Regions from separate parts of the Rattus norvegicus genome. Here region 1 is linked to region 2. A link is a contact called in public Hi-C data. All regions are on one chromosome and are shown on one strand. Each heading gives the region's core, a stretch centred on a gene start, on an enhancer-like site or on the middle of the called end of the contact. The rest is flanking DNA. Distances are from core to core; before and after follow the strand shown. Region 1 overlaps Cd47 (Cd47 molecule). Region 2 overlaps LOC120095656 (a long non-coding RNA gene).

What was found. A called contact is a pair of places that touch in the nucleus more often than the background predicts.
Region 1: a Hi-C map of liver shows a contact between it and region 2, with 2.5 times the contacts expected there. The contact joins two enhancer-like sites. A contact is called at or near these places in 3 of 12 Hi-C or Micro-C datasets (kidney, liver and mammary epithelial cells).

Annotation. Positions count from the first base shown.
Region 1 is chr11:64,376,774-64,381,507 of GRCr8, reverse strand. It overlaps Cd47 (Cd47 molecule), which reads left to right. Exons shown (of 9, transcript NM_019195.2): 9 at 2,674-3,597. The coding sequence ends at 2,682. Among named protein-coding and RNA genes, the nearest start is that of Cd47, 59 kb to the left of the region's middle. Within about 2 kb of position 2,242, at least 10 of the 93 cell types and tissues checked have an H3K27ac peak or open chromatin away from gene starts, as enhancers often do. A contact at or near this core is called in liver, where this site is marked.
Region 2 is chr11:64,339,111-64,343,755 of GRCr8, reverse strand. The region is part of intron 1 of LOC120095656 (a long non-coding RNA gene); the gene reads left to right. Among named protein-coding and RNA genes, the nearest start is that of Cd47, 97 kb to the left of the region's middle. Within about 2 kb of position 3,280, at least 5 of the 93 cell types and tissues checked have an H3K27ac peak or open chromatin away from gene starts, as enhancers often do. A contact at or near this core is called in liver, where this site is marked.

The DNA.
Region 1 (4,734 bases), core at 993-3,492, 39 kb before region 2:
GATTCTCTACTCACAATACAGGTTCAATGATACTGTAAGTTTTAGCATAAAGGACATAAAGTAATGTATATTTTATATGAATGAATTTTTAAATATTTTCCAGAAAGCTGTAGAGGAACCCCTTAACGGTATGTGATTATTATAAGCTTAGCAATCTTGGTCTATTAGCAGATTATAATTTGAAACGATCCTCAAAGACGTTAATTGGCATGCCCATCAATCTCCTGGGAAGACGCTAGCTTGGGAGTTTTATTTGTGTGCTTGCTGTCTGCCTCATATCTTCTCTTGCCTTGATCTCTGGATTCTTTCTTGACTCTTCATCAGAAATTGGTAGTATTGCTTTTGTGTTGTTCGCGCTGTCCTGTGCTATACCGAGTGACATCTGGGCAAGGGGACAAGATGAAATGCCACACCCTTAGTAAAGAAACATCTCTGTGGCTTCTGATTTCTAATTTGTCAGTTTTAGGGGGAAAAAAAAAACAGGCCACCACGATGGAGTGATACCAAAATGTGTCACTTCCTTTCTATGTAAATCTAGATGTGTATTCCCCAGCAAGTCTGTTTGCTTTTGTGGATACGGTGGGTGGGAGCCATAGAAATTGCTTTGCACTGAATGATAGCCTCAAATGAGTCTAGCTGTTTAGCTAAGGGATACTTGGTGCTGTGTTGTCTCGTATCTGTTTATTTTGAGATTATTTCTAACTGTGAAATCTTACTAACATGCCTTCTGACTGCCCGCCTGCTTGTTACTAATCCTCAGCGTTTAAAGAGTCGAAAGGGATGATGAATGACGGTAAGTTCAACATCTACACTCGATCGGGCACTGGTTGACACGTGGGCGTTAGCAAAGAAAGCAAAGAGCTTCTTGAAATTACAACTTTTTAAGAAACGACAGAGACACCGTCAGTCACGAATGTCCAAGTTTCTTGATGTTTGCCCCTTAGATCCAGTTTGGTGTCTTGTTCTTTCTTTTACCTGTGACACTGTCATTTTTCTGTAGGTAGAAGAACAGGACGCGTAGGGTCTCATGAACGGGAACCTACTGGTTCCTCAGTAGAGCAGTTGCTGCGTTTGGTACACACGCTTCAGGTCGAGCTCCTGTTGCCCGGATGTTTAAAATGCCTTGCCTAAGATGTGCAGAAATTCTGGCATGTTTGTCTCACCTGGACAGAGTTTCTTTTATACTCGTGGAGAGATCTTTGTTGCATTCACACTGGGGGCGTTATATCTGCTTTTCCAGGACCCAACCATGTGGGGAAGGATTAAAGAGAAGAGATTTCTTTACTCCTCACCCCACCTCCAGCTTTTCCCTCTTTTCTCAACAACAGCCAACACATGTTTCCTGAATATGACCTACACATGTACTTGTTAATTCTTCCCAAAGAAGTCTGTGACTTTTTTTCCACCTTAATATATTCTTTAACCTTAATGTGCTATAATTCTCCAGCCGCAGTGGCATTTAGTAACTCTGTTTGTATTTTTATTCTATTTTCAAAACTACCTTTCTGCCCTCAGTACTTGGAACTGACCCTTTCTCACGTAGGCTTTGCTTCATACTGTACTGCTGTAAAGTCTGTGACCTGCCTATTCACCTCTATAACAAAGGCCTCCTTCCCCAGAGCACAATTAACTTCTGCACAAGATTAAAAACACTTCGATCATGTGTTGGCTAAGCTAAATTTAAAACAGGCTCTGGCTTAACGGGAAGTCCAGAATGGTCCCATGGTTACAGGCTTTCGTCGTAGTTTTTAAATGTGTGTTTTGCTACACAAGCTGCTGCTACCTAAAAATATTGTTTATAGCGGGAACAAATGTAAACGCTGCCAGCGTTCCTGGCATGGTTTCATCATGTTTGCCCTCTGTGTCTTGTTTCTCAACTATTGTGTTCTTTCCTCCTACCGACTGTGGTGTCAAGTTTCTGTAAGCGGATAAAAATAAATAAATAAATAAATAGACTTTTCTCCGTTTGCAGAAAACCAGTGTGGAAACCTTCAGTGCCTCCTGGTTAATTTTCTTTAAAATGTGGCTTTCTTTTTTAAGTCACCGTTTCAGGAGATACCATAAAGAACCATTACTTTGTTTCTTTTGTTTTTTTTTTTTTTAACGTGTTTGTGTAGCACATGAAGTTTGTAATGACCTTGAAAATGCCCTGAGTTTTGTCCACATTTAGCAGATCACAGTTTGGTTTTTAAATGTTTGTTATGGGCAGTGTCTTCTGCTGTCCACTCTGGACTCATGACATGCATGTCACCTTGAACCAAGTTCAGGGTGCCTCCCCAAGGACTTCCCCTTTACCTATGCCAGATCACAGGTCTGCTTCATTATATTAACTGAATGCTGTAAATCTAGAGCGAACATGATAGAATATTATTCTCGGATCAATAACCTCTGCTTTGAAAAATCAACATCTCTTCCCGTCTGTTGAGCTTACCCAGGAAGCCAAGATTATCAGTCTATGTTGATTTTATTTTCCCATGCCATTGGCATTTGACTTACCAAACTGAAAAGGCTAATGATTTGCCTGATTTCTGTCTGTGACCTTTACAGATACATTTTCATTATTCTTTGATATAATATGTCTGAAAGAGTTTTGAGTTTTAGAAACAGATCGTGTCTTAATGCATAGGAAGTAGGCGTGAGTAGTGACAAAAAGTCGATGTTTCTGTTTTCCAGAATAACTGAAGGGAAGTGATGGACTGTAACTTGAAAGTCAGAAGTGGAAGAATTCAGTTGTCTGAGCACCATGGCCTTCACAACTCACAGCTGGAAGGAACACACAACAGTGACTGACTTTCATCTCTGAAAAAAGTCATTGAACCATAAATGAATATTACAGTTAAGTTTATATTAAAGCAGCTGTAATTTACGTAATAAAAAATATATGATGTGCTGTGTAACCAATCGAAATCCATTTTTCTATTGTTTCTACTCAACTAGGGGCAAAAGTTTCAGGGGCAACTTCCAAGAATGATGCTTGTTAGATCCTTGAGTCTCTGAACACTGAGTTTAAATCGATTCCCAGAGAGACTCGCCAAGCACTAACCTTCGGGTTAGTTACCTAGAGATACCTACGAGAAACAGGGGTATCCAGCAAGCCTTAGTAAACTCAGGTTCCCAGCAGCTTTGCCACTCATGCTGCTAGCTGAATAACAAGACTGCCACTTCTGGGTCTTAGTGACAGAGACTGAAGTACAAAAATGAATGTGGTTGGGCAAACCCCGTGTGGCCCCTCTGTGTGCTATGATGTTGATGGCCCTGTTGTCTTCATTCTTGGGCGTTGCCATCGTTCACACACACCCCCTTTGACATACAGCGCACCCAGGTTTTGAATACTTTTTTTTTTACAGATGTGGTTTTCCTTTTTGCACACAACCCTTTGCACCCTGTCCCGTCCTGCTACTTTGATTTGTGTTTCAAGATACAGTACCTTTCCTCCCCTTTAAACATGATCCTGTGACACAATTTTGTCAGTTGCAGAAAGGAGCCAGACTTATTCTCAAAGCACTGTGCTCAAACTCTTCAAAAAAAAAATAAAATAGCTATGGTTGTAACATATGTATTCCAGACCTCTGGTTTAAAGGCAAAAAAAAAAAAAAATCTAGTGTTTCTTCCCATGTTTTCTGATCGGAGGCATGACAAAGCAAGACTGAAATCTGAACTATGCGTCTCCTGCATGGCGACATATGTCTCCGTCAGCCCTAGCAAGGCCCGGGGAGGGGGTTTTATGCCTGTTGTCTCTTTGTTGCATGCTAAACACACATCACCTTCCTCCTTGTATCCTGCCTCCTGCCTCCTGCCTCCTGCCTCCTGCCTCCTGCCGCCTCCTCCTCCTCCTCCTCCTCCTCTTCCCCTAAGTTTGAAAAGTAAAACAAAACTACCACACTCCCTACCCAGTTAGAAGAAAACCAACGTCCTGACAGTTGTGACCGCATGGAGTACTTTTAGATTATTAGCACTTGTTTTTTACCTCGTTTGTGGGCGTGTTTGTATGTGCACATGTATAAGTAGGCACAGGCATCTTCTGTACGGACAAAAGTGAGGCATCTATACAAGAGCGGATGCTAACTTTGTGCTTTTAGTGAATACATTAAAAAAAAAAACAAAACAAAGGTCCTTATTGGGTGGCATTATATTTGATGCAAATATTCGAGCTCTTTAAAACTAGGTAATGTGCCAAGCTTTTATGACTGCTCACCAGTGCCCTCTGAAAAACCACCAGGGATTTTTCCTGTCTGTGTAATAAAGGCATTCGTATCTGTATTTGCATTATTACTAACAGTTATTTCTCCTTAGTCCACTGAATGTTTCCATGTGCCTCTCGTATGCCAAATTTTTTGTCATCTTTCATGTGGGGACCAAATGGTTTGTCTGTGGCAAACCTAAACTTAAGACCTGCTGAGGCCTCTCAGAAAGCTGACCACGGTACCAGGATAGTGCTTCTCAAAGAAAAGTAGGTTTCCTCCCCGATTTCGTAGCTGTCGCAAATACTAGCGTATTGTGGAGGAGCTGAACGCCTTTATACAAACCTGACAGCTCCTGATGCTTTTAGTTCCTGGAAATATTTACACTCTGCTCATTGTTGGTTGCTTAAACTCAGTTTTGATGGAGAGAGCAAAAAAAGCAGGTGGACTTGGAACAGTTTCAGTTTTTCTCGTCCTCTATTAGGAAAGTCAGGTGTGAAAATCTTTATAGTCAATAATTTTTTCTTTTCTTTTTTTTTTTTTCGAACTAAAG
Region 2 (4,645 bases), core at 2,031-4,530:
ACTCACCAGCAAGACAGTGACATTCAGAAAAGTAGTAAGGAGACAATGAGGCAGCAAAGGGCACAGTAAAGCCAGCAGGTATAGAATGGGTGTTGAAAGAGAGAATGGCTGGACTACTCCAGTAAATTCTGGAACAGGAAAGATATGACAAGCTTTGTGAGCTCTGGGCTCAAACAAGCTGCAATCTGGCTAATTTTTGTCTTTGAATTATTAAGAGAGACTGGATTATTGTTTTATCCAAGGCTTTCCAAGTTAGAAAGACAAAAGTGAGCACTGTGACAACGATTATGACTAAAAGAAGAAATACCTGGGGTTTTGAGGGGTTCTAATATTACCTACCCTCAGTGCTGTAGACTCTCCGACCACAGCCAGCAGAGGGTCCTGTTCATAGCAATCTCTGTAGAAGACAAACTACATTATTTCCATTTAAAACCTCCAGCAGCTCCCATTGTCCTTAGGCCAAGGCCCTGGGTGGCCATGAACTGACCTTTTCAATATATCTCTCTTTGTCTCAGAGATGAGATACCGGTTTGCAGCAATTCCAGTAAAGAATCTTCCAGAACAGTGGTTGCCAACCTTCCTAAGGCTGTGACCCTTTAATATAGTTCCTAATGTTGTGATGACCCCCCAACCATGAAATTATTTTCATTGCTACTTGTAACTATAATTTTGCTACCACTATGAATGGTAATTTAAATATATGATATACAGGATATCTGATATGTGATCCCCCAGGGGGTCGTGACCCACAGACTAAGAACTATCCTAGAAGCACCATCTAAATATAGTTTGGTGCCAAATGGTTATAGAGAAGCAACTCTTTTCCGAGATCACCACATGCATTTGGAAAGTGTAAGGCATGTGGAAGTGTGTGAAAGGCCAGCCCCTCAGGGGATGTGATGATACTAAGAGTTAGATATGAGGAAGTCAGTGGAGGAAGGAATAGGGAAACTATCTTTACCATAGACCCTTGGCCTTGATGAATCAACATGATGATTGAGACCAGAGCTAAAGCAGGGCCATGGGACACACGGATATGGCCTTCCTTCTGTCCTTTTATGTGGTGGGTCTCAGACACCCATTTAAACAAACACTGGATAAATATTTAAAGGATAATATTCTAAAGGTTACTGAACTGTAGGGCTTCAGGGCTAGGAAGCATTCAAGTCTAGACTTACCTTGGTGGGTTTTTTTTTTTTTTTGAGGTATTCTAACAACAGGCACCAGCAGAAAAGTGATTTCCTTTGCCTAGAAGGTGTTTTCTTTCGCTCAGTATTTGTGGTCCAGTCAGCTGTAGCCACAATATTAGGATCAGAGGGACAAGAGAGGATTATAGGAAGAGCGGGTACAATGCACAATAGACTTCTCTCTAGTTCCAAAATCGGAGTTTCTGTGATTTGCGGAAGGATGAGCTAGAGAATGTGAGTTCCTACTACTTTGTACTCCCAGGGCTCAAGCTTCTCCAGGATAAAGAACATCTTCACATTCCACTCTCCCTCTGTTCCCACCAACTGGGCCTGCCCTGCATTACCCAAGGCTGGGGAAGGAACTGTCTGAATTTACCAGTTACAGACTATGAGTCCTTCCTATGTGTCAATTTAAGGATTATTTATTTTATGCATATGAGTACACAGTAGCTGTCTTCAGACACACCAGAAGAGGGCATTGGATCGTACTACAGATGGTTGTGAACCACCATGTGGTTGCTGGGAATGGAACTCAGTGCTCTTAAGCACTGCTCCTTGTACACATTTTAAATTGATTTCTGTGTCTGTTAAAACTAGTATGGGATCAACTGCAGAGGTGACAGGATCAAGTGAGATGATTTGGTACCCGACACCATACTTGCATAACACATTTTAATCATTAACACGGTAGATATCTGAAACTTGACATTTTTTTTTTGAGCTGCTCAGCCCACTAAATGCTTCATGGAGGTTTCTTACCCTGAGCTCTAAATCTCCTGCTGAGCGTTCTCCACCTCTCTATAACCTCATCCCCTCCTTTCCAGGACTTCCAATATGTAGCCAAGATAAAAAAAAAAATTGGGAAAGCCTTTCAAATTCCCATCCCAGGCCCCATCAAATATTTTGCATTGAAAACAGACACAGAATACTTCATGATAGAATATTCTATTATATTTTCCTGAAAGGCCATATTAAAATATTCATCTACCCTACCTAGTAAAAGGCGACCAGTTTGTAAAGCAGGGGAATGAGCCTATGAAGCTCTCTCCTGAGTCATAGAGGAGTGTCAGTCTGTGGAAATTTATTGCGTGAAGTTCATGCGGCCCCAAGATCTTGGCGGTGGTGGTTAAACATTGTACGGAAAGCAAAGCTGACACACGTAGGAATGAGTGAACCCCTGTCCTGCCTTTCTGCTCTTTTCAGAAAAGATCATAGCGTATTAATGGGAGGTACCTCTGATCCTTCCTAGGCGGCTGCCAACTGACTTTGAACACCCTATCCTTCACTCCCCCACACTGGTCTATCTGACTGTAGTGCAGTGAATTTTAACAGGATCTTTCCCTCCATCCTTCCCTCTCGTTCTTCCTTACTTTCCCTTTTGATTTCTTTTTTGATTTTTTAATTGGATTATTTTCTTTATTTACATTTCAAATATTATCCCCTTTCCAGGTTTCCCCTCCAGAAACCCCTTATCCTATCCCCCTATCCTCTGCCTCCGTGAGAGTGCTGCCCCATCCACTCCCACTCCCTCCCACCTCCCCATCCTGCCATTCCACTACACTGGGGCATGGAGCCTTCACAGGACCAAGGCTTCTCCTCCTCCTCCCACTGATGACTGATAAAGCCGCCATTTTCATTTCTTAATCACTCAAGAATGTTTGTGCTCTACCACTATAGGCCAAGCTGGTACTACTCCCGTGAATTTTCTAAGCAGTGAGGACACTGAATGTTGGTAAATTAGAAGTGGCCACAGCAGTGAGAAGAGATTAGTGTTTGCCTTGTCTGTGTGGGGCAAAGTCTCTTGGAGAAAGAAAATTTCCCCTAAGAGCCAAGCAATGAGTACACTAACCTGCGTGAACTGGACAGGGACAGTGGTGTGTGCTTGTCAGGGCTGTGGAAAAGGTGTGCGAAGCTCTTCTGAGTTAGTGGCAGACAGAAGGACCCCATAACCCGCACCATAGCTGCCTTGTGTCCTTCTGGTCTACCCCATCTGTGCTGAGAATGACCTGTTCACAGGTAAGATCACACTGGCTACCTCCTGTCATGATCAGAAGGGACTTTGTGATGTCATCTGGCCTTGATCCTAATCAATCCCTTCCAGTTTGCACAAATAAAGGTCTCAGCTCTGAGAAGCAGAGCAGCATGACCTAGAGTCAGGGCTCTGAAGGGTGGAGTTGGAAGCAAAACCTGGGACTTTCCTTTTCTAAAACACATACTCTTTGTGTAACACACAAAAGGTGGCCTTTGGTACATGATCAGGTCTGAAAATGTGACCATTAAGCAGGTGCCAGAAATTCCTCTAGGGGATAAAGATTGCACCTTAGAAAAATAATGTGACTCTTTTCCTTTGTTTCCACTATAAAAACAGACATTGAGCGAGGTCTGGAATACTGAAAATGCTTAGGACAAAAACAAGGGAGGGGGGAGACCATGGCTTCATAAAGTTATTTTTACTGTTTACATTGCGAATACTCCCATATCTTAAGCTTTTCAATTTCTTAAGCAAATATACGGTAAAGATATACTTTATTTTTAAAGTAAAGTGAAGGCTCCTTGGAAGGGACAACCTTACTTTGTCAGTAACACAAGAATATTTTATTAAAATATTTACTTTCCTTTTAAATTATTTGTACACGTACATTTCTGTGTGGGAGTCTGTGCATATAATACAGGTGTCTATGGAGGCCAAAAGTGTTGGACGTCATAGAGCTGGAGTTACAGAGGGCTGTGAGTTGCCGGATGTGGTTGCTGGAAATCGAACTCAGGTCTTCTGGAAATCAAAGGCAGATCTTCTGGAACGGCTGTCTGTGCTCTACCCACTGAGCTATCTCTCCAGCCCTTAGTGGAATCATTGTGCTCTGACAAGAGAAACAAAGAAAGTGGACCAAGTCAATGAAGTCCACAAAGACACTAAAGCTCAAAACTGACTGCATTTTTTTCAGGCTCTCAGAATGAACTGAGCTCACTATAAAGTGCTACAAGTCTACATTCTCTGAACCTAACTCACATTTTTGCTGCATACTTGTTCAAGGAGTTGTGGGTTTTTCCACCCTCTATGGTATATCTTCATACCCACTGAAGTGAACTTCACCTCCTTCAAGAAACGTTTGAAACTGCCTTCAGTAGAAACTACCCAGTCTCTCCTTCTCAGGCCTTGTAGTGAGATCTCTGTAATTAATTACTCATGTCAATCTTGTTCTTTGGTTAATTAGGCTTTCATCTCTTTCCCCTTCAACCCTCCACCCCCACCCCCAAACCACATTTCTCAAGAATTCTAGCTCAGTTTGTCGTCTCTCCTATGGGACCCAGTCTAGTGCTGTGTATATAGTATAAAATTAATAAATGATTAAATGACTAGTATGAAAATGTGTTTTTCCTGACTTAAGAAAATCTTTAGTGGAATTTCACCATAAATAGCTACCATAAGGAGTTTTTTATTTCAAACTGAGCCTTTGAAG